3 separate regions of the Mus musculus genome follow, and all the other regions are linked to region 1. Evidence: chromatin contacts called from public Hi-C and HiChIP or PLAC-seq data. All regions are on one chromosome and are shown on one strand. Each heading gives the region's core, a stretch centred on a gene start, on an enhancer-like site or on the middle of the called end of the contact. The rest is flanking DNA. Distances are from core to core; before and after follow the strand shown. Region 1 holds the start of Slc17a6 (solute carrier family 17 (sodium-dependent inorganic phosphate cotransporter), member 6). Region 2 has its middle 30 kb from the start of Fancf. Region 3 has its middle 18 kb from the start of Gm33290.

Evidence for each region. A called contact is a pair of places that touch in the nucleus more often than the background predicts. HiChIP or PLAC-seq counts read pairs in DNA pulled down with a chosen protein or histone mark.
Region 2: a contact with region 1 is called in an H3K4me3 HiChIP or PLAC-seq map of embryonic forebrain, with 7 times the contacts expected there. The contact joins the enhancer-like site here to the promoter of Slc17a6 in region 1. A contact is called at or near these places in 20 of 39 promoter capture datasets (the 3T3-L1 cell line, 3T3-L1-derived adipocytes, the C10 cell line and 11 more), 17 of 484 Hi-C or Micro-C datasets (the 63-12 cell line, the C2C12 cell line, CD8 T cells and 12 more), 8 of 115 datasets of contacts at active chromatin or transcription factors (embryonic basal ganglia, embryonic forebrain, embryonic hindbrain and 5 more) and 3 of 9 other capture datasets (adipose tissue, liver and pancreatic islet).
Region 3: a Hi-C map of cerebellum shows a contact between it and region 1, with 1.9 times the contacts expected there. The contact joins the enhancer-like site here to the promoter of Slc17a6 in region 1. A contact is called at or near these places in 13 of 39 promoter capture datasets (the 3T3-L1 cell line, 3T3-L1-derived adipocytes, the C10 cell line and 9 more), 9 of 484 Hi-C or Micro-C datasets (3T3-L1-derived adipocytes, the AML12 cell line, Th1 cells and 5 more), 12 of 115 datasets of contacts at active chromatin or transcription factors (astrocytes, craniofacial prominence, embryonic basal ganglia and 9 more) and 3 of 9 other capture datasets (adipose tissue, liver and pancreatic islet).

Annotation. Positions count from the first base shown.
Region 1 is chr7:51,620,436-51,623,238 of GRCm38.p6, reverse strand. Slc17a6 (solute carrier family 17 (sodium-dependent inorganic phosphate cotransporter), member 6) reads right to left here and starts at 1,409. Exons shown (of 12, transcript NM_080853.3): 1 at 519-1,409. The coding sequence starts at 604. It overlaps Gm33136 (a long non-coding RNA gene), which reads left to right. Exons shown (of 4, transcript XR_003946771.1): 1 at 1-492; 2 at 1,005-1,131.
Region 2 is chr7:51,830,689-51,833,491 of GRCm38.p6, reverse strand. No RefSeq gene overlaps it. Among named protein-coding and RNA genes, the nearest start is that of Fancf, 30 kb to the left of the region's middle. Within about 2 kb of position 1,416, at least 35 of the 459 cell types and tissues checked have an H3K27ac peak or open chromatin away from gene starts, as enhancers often do. A contact at or near this core is called in the C2C12 cell line, cerebellum, embryonic basal ganglia and 2 more, where this site is marked.
Region 3 is chr7:51,790,029-51,792,831 of GRCm38.p6, reverse strand. No RefSeq gene overlaps it. Among named protein-coding and RNA genes, the nearest start is that of Gm33290, 18 kb to the right of the region's middle. Within about 2 kb of position 1,366, at least 19 of the 459 cell types and tissues checked have an H3K27ac peak or open chromatin away from gene starts, as enhancers often do. A contact at or near this core is called in cerebellum, where this site is marked.

The DNA.
Region 1 (2,803 bases), core at 160-2,659:
GTTTCATTCAATACAGAATTTCCCATGGGAGAGTTCTTCACTATGTTTTTGCAGCTAAGGTCTAGATTCCTTTTCTTTCATTTGTCTTTGAAGTTTATTTTTAAAAAGGGTTTTGGCTTTTGTTATTCACTTGTTTGGATCAAAGGGATTTTATTTGTGAAATCTATAAGAAAACAAAGACAGGCTTTATGAGCAGGTGCTGAACGAACATTTTGGAATTGCAAAGGAGGATTAAGAACTGAATTGGAGCACATGAGAATCCCCAGGTAATGAAACAAAATCACACACACACACACACACACACACACACACACACACACACACACACGACAGGTTCGTTTAGTGTCACATTCCTGCATTCATAAGCAGGTTTCCAGTGGAACCTAGCTTCAGCAATGAGCAACAAAAAGACTTTCCCACCATGTTACAATCTTTCTAAGTAATCAAGCTTTTCAGAAATGGCTTTGCAGATTCTGTCCAGATGAGTCCCAGGTAAGCATGGGGTTGCAGTCTCTTACCTGTAGATCTGTCCGAGGGATTTTCCAGCAAAATTCTTTATCCCCTCTTTCCCCGGGGCCAAAATCCTTTGTTTTACCGACTCCATTCTTGTAAAGACTGGTGTCCAGCCTTACCAGATTTAAATTGTTGTGGCTATGAAAGACGGATTCTGCGCATAGTCTTAGTTGGTTAAGGTAGAGCTTTTTCTTCTCAGCAGAGGTGAGCTTTCCAGCAAGGCTGTGAGTTGGAGAGGGGAGGGAGGGCGAGAAAGAGAGTACAACAGAATAGCTGCATGCAGCCCACGGGTTTCCTAATAGGAGAATTGGTACACACAGTCACAAAGTCTCATTGGAAGGGGAGGATCCGGTGGCCGAGGGCGCGCGCAGTGCCGTGGTATTTGGGCGGGTGCTGATGAGTCCCTGTTCTGGAAGTCACCTCACCGAAAAACAACGTAAATTCCCGGTTTTGAAGTCTTATCGCAATCAAATCCGCTGTCTTTTAATCAGATTGACCAGAAACGTCATCGAACCCTTGTGTAAGGAAAAAAGCAAAAGAACCCTACTGTCTAAAATGGTGACTTTGCTGATCAGAGCTCATAGCTCTCAGAACCCTTGGGAGCTTCCTAGGCCTCAGGTGAGCGGCTGCTGTTAGCTTCCTGCCTTAACATGGTCTCCTCCCATCGCGCCGGCGTAATTGTGCTCTGCGGCAGAGTGGCAGAGTGGAATTAAGACTGAGAATGTTAGCTGATCTTTGCGAACGTGAGTGAATAACAGACACACAGCTGTGGTTTAGGCAGCGCCGGGGGAGACCTTCCATAAAACCTGACCGCTCCCGTCAGTGCGCGCGGCGCAGTTTAGCATTTCAGGACCACGGACAGAGGAAGCTAAGGAACCTTGGCTGCTGCTTTTGGCTAACCCGCTCGCCAACTTCCTAGGGGAGCTGGGCGGATCGCCCTGACCAAGGGCCTTTCTAGGGCTCTTCAGGAACGGATGCTATGGAAACCAAGTAGGGAGATGTCATCGTCTGCAGAGTTCTCAGGAGGAAAGCTGCATTTGGCTCTGCAAGGGAGGAGGGCTTTATTAAACACTGACAAGTTACTCTGCTTGGCCACCCGTTGCCCAGCATGTACATACTAGCTCTGACAGCATGGTGAAGAAGCAACACTGCAGAAGCTTCTACTTTAGGTGTGTGGTATCCAGGTGAACACCTGGTTCCCCTCCGATATAAAGCTTATGTTTATGAGATGCATAATAATATTGCTTGTGTATTTGATTCAACCCCTAAGACGAACAAGAAAGGATGCAGAGAGAGAAATGGAAGGAGACAAAAAAAAAAAAAAAAAAAAAAGAGGTGGGACAGAGAAGGAGGAGAGACAGAGAGATAATGACAGCTGTAACATTAGTGCACTTTCCGAATAAAGGACAGGCAGTCTGAAATGAATTCTTTGGAATTCTAAGTTTCTTTAATTAACTAATGCACAACACAATACTGAATTATTTCTAATTACAGGTAAAATTTGTACCTATAACTAAGCTTGTTAGCGAAGAGTAACTGATAATGTTTTAAAAATTTATTTCAATATATTTACACTCTATTTAAATTTTATTTTTCCCTCCTTATGACACCTTTTCTTAAGAGGGAGGCTATTTTTGCCATTGTTGCTTGTTGGGTTTTGAGAGATGGTCCTACAAGGTTTTCCATCTTAGTTGTGTATAATACCATTGAACCTATATCATTAAGCAAAACAATTAAATTGTGCTGAATTAATGTGAGTTATTTCGCATGGACCACAACCCTCTTAAGATGCAGTCCAGGCAAGTGCTTACGAAACAGACTGTCCTTGAGCTACATCCCCAAGGTTAAACCTTGGATGCTAGCTAAATCAACCAGGGGAGTGCGTTTTACATAGGGACTATTGGATTACATCCCAGAGGTACGGTGCAGAGTCAAATAAGAATGTTCTCTGACGATTTCAAATGATATGTGGAAAAAAATTTCCTAAAATAGAGAGATGAAAAAAAATCACAAATAGCTAAAACCCTTTGCAATTGTTAAATCCAAATCCAAAGCCTATAAAATTGTATTTCATTAAGAAGTATGGTTGAGCAAGAATACCACGATTACATTCCTGTTATTTTGGGACATATGCATTATGTGAATGTTATATATTATATTACGTATATACTTTAAAAACCAGGAAGCCATCTTCAAAAATATCCCTGGAATGCCACAAAATTGAATGCACTTCCATAGGAGATAGAGTATAAAAGAAAAAAATATAGGGTACAAAGGAAAAAAAAAACTC
Region 2 (2,803 bases), core at 167-2,666, 210 kb before region 1:
TGTGTACATGATTTTTTTAAAAAAAAAAAAAACAACATTTAGGTTTCTAAATTAAACTAAACTAAAAAGCAAGCTATGTATTTGCTTACATTTATTTATCTGAACAATGATTTTGTTTTTTGTTTTTTGTTTGGTTTTTTTTTTTTTTTGAGTTAGAGACTCATGCACCTCAGGCTAGCATGTAATTTACTGCATAGCCAATGATGATGACCGTGAAACCTCTGCATTATGCCCCCTAGAGCTGCAATTATATGTATGTACCACCATACCAGTTCAAGTGTCACTACAGTTGGAACTTAGGGCTTTGTGCCTGCTAGGCAGGTAGGCTGCTAACTGAACCACATCCTCAGCCCCATATAAACATTTTTTCTGATCATTTTCCATCTACCCTGCACTAAAATAATGGCATTAACATGGCAATCATACTGCTTACAGCAGAAAGGAGGCATGTTGACAGAGTGACCACTTGCATGATCCTAGGGTTAGTCACAGAACCTCGAGCTAGCCACTCAACATAGTAGCCTCTCCGGTGACCCTGCATTCATATAAGACTAGAGAAAAGTAGAGAGTTATTAAAACATGATGATTTGGTGATGGCAAGAAAATTAAACAGCTGCAGCAAAATGAGCCGTGGACTCTGGGGAGAATCTAACCTGTGTCCACAACAAGGCTCTGCTACTTTGTTGGAAAAGCAACATAACTCATTAGGTAAATTTGCTGTGGTCCATAGTGTTCTGCAGAAGGCCGGCTCACACCTGCTGAGTACTGCAACCACGGGATAATAAGGAACTTTCATCATGAAGATTGCTGATCTATCAATTTACTCCAGAAGCCGTTTAGAGTCGTATTCGCTGTTTCATTTGGTTTGATGAAAATGTAAAACCCAATATGTAAAGAATTATGAGTTCATTTTTTATTTTTTTCATTTTCAGTAGACTTTCAGCACATAATAATTCATGATGCATTTCCTTCTAATTAAACTGGACTCAAATTTCAGCCAAAGCAGAGAGAACACCCTTACTATTTTATTTTAATTACAACTGGACAGAACCTTAGCTTTTTTTCCCTTGTAGACTGGGGACTAGGTCCAGAGGGTTACCAGGAAGGACAATGGCTGTTTTTATTTAAATGGAAAGTTCTTGTTGGTGACCTTGTTCTATAATATTTTTTATGTGTGTGCAATTTATGCCTTTTCCTGAGGAGTTAGGACTGCACACTGTGGGGTTTCTCCCTGGAGACCTGTTCTCCTGGCCGGGTTGGTATGACAGGTTTAGGCATTAAATAGCGTTAAGCTTGTCAGAGAAAGGTTATTAAAAAATGTCCCTGCCTTTCAGGCTCCGTGCTCAGTAGGAGACCAAATGCTGTCCTCTGGGGCCGTCTTTCTATTTAGTCATGTCATTTGGCTCTTTGCCTATAGCAAAAAGTGAGACACCATCTGTTATTTCTCACTAATGGCCGTCGGCTCTGAGCTTGCCTGGCTCTCTGCTCACCCGTTTCCCACCAATGGCTGGACACAGTCTCACTAGCAGATTCTCTGCAGACAAGTGTGCTTTATTATTAATGGGCATAGAGAGGGAGCGGTGCTTAAAGAATCTAAAGCACAGTTTAGATTTAAGCTATTGTTTTTACTGTGTGACCGCTGTGAAATCTGTATCTTTTGTTTTTGTGGGAGTGTGATTGGGATTTTATGTGGGAATAGCCATTTGCTGATTATGACACTTACTCATATTAATTGAAGGCACCTGTAGTCAACATTTTATTCGTGGGAAGTCACATAAATAGATATTAATATTCCTTCCTTCTAGATAAGCCAAAAACTTAATGAAGTTATTTTACTTGTTAAATGCCGCAGAAGCTGAATGGTTTGACTAACCCAAGCCTTCCGTGGGAGCTGAACCTTCAACCCCTTCGCCATCAGCTCTTCACAAAGCCTGTTCACCCATGTAACCACCAACTCTTCACAATGTGTTCAACCACCAAAACACCAGCTCTTCCCAAAGCCGGTCAGGCTATTGGGATTCTGATTTGAAACCTAGACTTAAAAAGCCAATATACCCCGGAGCTCTTGACTCTAGCTGCATATGTATTAAAAGATGGCCTAGTCGGCCATCACTGCAAAGAGAGGCCCATTGGACATGCAAACTTTATATGCCCCCGTACAGGGGAACGCCAGGGCCAAAAAGTGGGAGTGGGTGGGTAGGGGAGTGGGGGGAGGGTATGGGGGACTTTTGGGATAGCATTGGAAATGTAAATGAGCTAAATACCTAATAAAAAATGGAAAAAAAACCAATATATGCTAGGAGCAAATTATCTCTTCGGAGATTTTCTATGTTGGCATTTATTTAAAGTGACAATATATTTCCTTTTAAATTTATTTTTTAACTGGGTCTTGTCTCATATATTACATGCTAACCACAATTTTTCCTCTCTCCTCTCCACCCAGTGTCTCTCCTTCTCCCCATCCTCCTCCCCTCTCTCCTCATCTGCTCCTCCTCCATTTCCCTTCGGATTAGCGCAACCATGGCATATCAAGTTGCAGTAAGAAGAGACACTTCCCCTCATATTAAGACTGGGTGAGGCAACCCAGTAAGAGGAAAGGGGTCCCCAAAGCAGGCAAAAAGAGTAAGAGACAGCTTCCATTCCCACTAATATATAAGAGGACATATTTTCTATTCAGCTTCAGGAACTACCAAGTACTTGGCTGCCTTTGCTGTCTGCCTGCTAAATATTGTTCTAAGCTTAACACAAACAGACTCCAAGCCCAAGGACAACCCTAAAGTTCAGCTCTCAAGCCAGGTACTTG
Region 3 (2,803 bases), core at 117-2,616, 170 kb before region 1:
TGCATGTGGGCCAGTAAGCCTTTGCAGTCTATATCTGCAATTTATCTCCATCTTTCCGGTGTGTGGTGTGGTGTGTGTGTGTGTGTGTGTGTGTGTGTGTGTGTGTGTGTGTGTGTGTGTAGAATTAATACTGTATGATACATCTACTCACTTGTCATTTATACTGATTTTTATCTTTTATTCTAGATCTAATTATTTTCCCATGTATCTTGCTAGGAAATCCTGAGAACTTCCCAGAGCAGGTAATTAACTGCTGAAAGACCCAGAATCCAAAGCTAAATCGTTCAGAGCTACATATCACTTCTGTCAGGACAGAGCTCTAACTAGCACCCAAGTACAATGAATACAAATGCTATCAGTTAACAACTCTCCAGAGCCACACTGACAGAATATATCTGAACAACAGGTTAAATTTCTGACAAGAAAACCATTACCTTAAATATTGTAGATCATCATAATATTCCATTTAATACTCTACCATACCATATCATACCATACCATACCATAACATACCATATCATACCAATGCATACCATACCATATTATATCATACCATACCATACCATACCATACCATACCATACCATACCATACATCATATCATTCCATACCATACCATACCATACCATACCATACCATACCATACCATACCATATCATTCCATTCCATACCATACCATACCATACCATACCATACCATTCCATACCATACCATACCATTCCATACCATACCATACCATACCAATGCATACCGTACCGTACCATACTGTATTGAACTGTACTGTTTTATATAATGTCATTCCATTCTATCAGAGTATAAGAAAGTATTTGTGGTTTTTATTTTTTTATCCTGACAAGATTTTTTTTGTATCTAAAAATAATCTTTGAGTTTGAAGCTCTGAAGAGTCCATTGTCTTTGGGACAGAGACAAATTGGTCTGCATTCTTTAACATCACTTTCTCTGGATCTGTATTAGTGATGGAAAATCACCAGGAATATTTATTTTACTTATTTTACTTTATTAACAATGGAGAGCATTTCCACTGAGATTTAGACATTGTTTTCATTTTTTTTCTGTGTGCAGGGTTAGGGCTCAGCTGGAAGTGCCTGCTGCGTAAGCATGAGGACCCGAGTCCACTTCTGAACCCTTCCGTAAAAGCTGGGTGTGGAGTGTGCATCTCTTACCCCAGGGCTGTGGATGCTGAGGTAAGGCAGAGAAAGGGAGAGCTGCAGAGCTCACTGACCAGCTAGTATATTCAAAATAGCAACCTTCAGCTTCCGTGAGACATCACGGCTGAAGGAATAAGCTATAGAGAGGGATGGAGGAAGACACCTAACTTCATCCTCTGTCTTCCACTGGAGCATGCAAGAGTCCGTGACCTCACCCACATCCCTGTGTACACACATGCACACACTGCAATACCCAGTAAGTAAATAAATCAGAACCCTTCCCTTGCTGCATTTTTACAGGTTGAAGAATTTTATCTAATAATCTGCCAACGACTCCTTTTGTTTGAGGCAGTCAGTGGCAGCCTTTAATATGATTTTATTTGTGTTTCAATAAAGGAAAGCCAGGATACAGACATAGAGATTTATACTCTGCAATCTTTCTTGAAGTGTGAAGGACGAGAGAGAAAAGGGATGAATGTGCACAGCCCCAGCACCTCTGTCTGAATCTTAAAACGATGCATCCTTCGATAAACATTAAATCTTATTATTGCTCTAAGGCAATAAATCTTCTGAGACGTGGGGGAGGCAGAAACACCACTGCACTAATGAGATTACTCCGAAAATAAAGCGGTGGATTAGGAAAATCTAATTTGGAAGTGATGAAGTACATGTGATGTCCAAGTAATTATTCCTGCACAGCCGCATCCGCAGGGAGCTGGAAGTTATTGGGCAGTGCACTGTGTTAATGATTCGGCTGCCTGACATTTGAGTGAATGTGCTGACCGTCTGCCGTGTCGCCTCTCCCATTGTCAACATTCGCAACTGGTCCAGCAGCTGTGTTCAAAATGCTGCCAGAGAAAATCTGGAGCTGAGTGTGTGTGTGTGTGTGTGTGTGTGTGTGTGTGTGTGTGTGTCTGTCTGTCTGACTGTCTGTCTGTCTGTCTGCATCTGTGTGTAAGTATGTGCACCATTGGGTGTGTTTGTGTATACATATGCATATGTGTATAATATGTTTTATGTGTAGTTGTGTGTCTACATGTGAGCCTGTGTGTATGCATATGCATAAGTGTGCATATATGTGAATATCAGTATGTCCACATATACCAGTATGTTCATGTGTACATATGTTCTTGTGTACATATGTGTGTTTATATGTATGTGCACATCTGTTTTGAGTCTGTGAATACCTTCTTAGGCTAGTTCTTTAGACACTTTAAAATCTGGGCCAAGAGAGAAGTGCTCTTGAAAGAAAGTCATAGGTAGAAACCTAACATGTGTGTGTATATGGGCATGTGTATGCATTCATGCATGTGCACGTGTGTGCACGTGTGCCATGGAACACATGTTAAGTTAGAGGATGACGACTTTCAGGAATTGAACTGCAGCCGTTGTAGACCAATGCCTTTATCTCCCTTCCAGTGGTAAGTTCCAGATCTCATCTATTTCTTCATTAGAGGTTGAATCCCACCCTCTCCCATCTTTATGCTTGGTTCCAGCTCCTAAGTATATCACCTTAGCTCCTTCTCTTCTGAGAAAGAAGCTGCTGGACTGAGCTTCTGCAAATAGATCCGATGTAGAAGTATACCAGAGATTGGCGAGCCAGCAAGATACAAACATTTGCTGGGGGAGGTTACT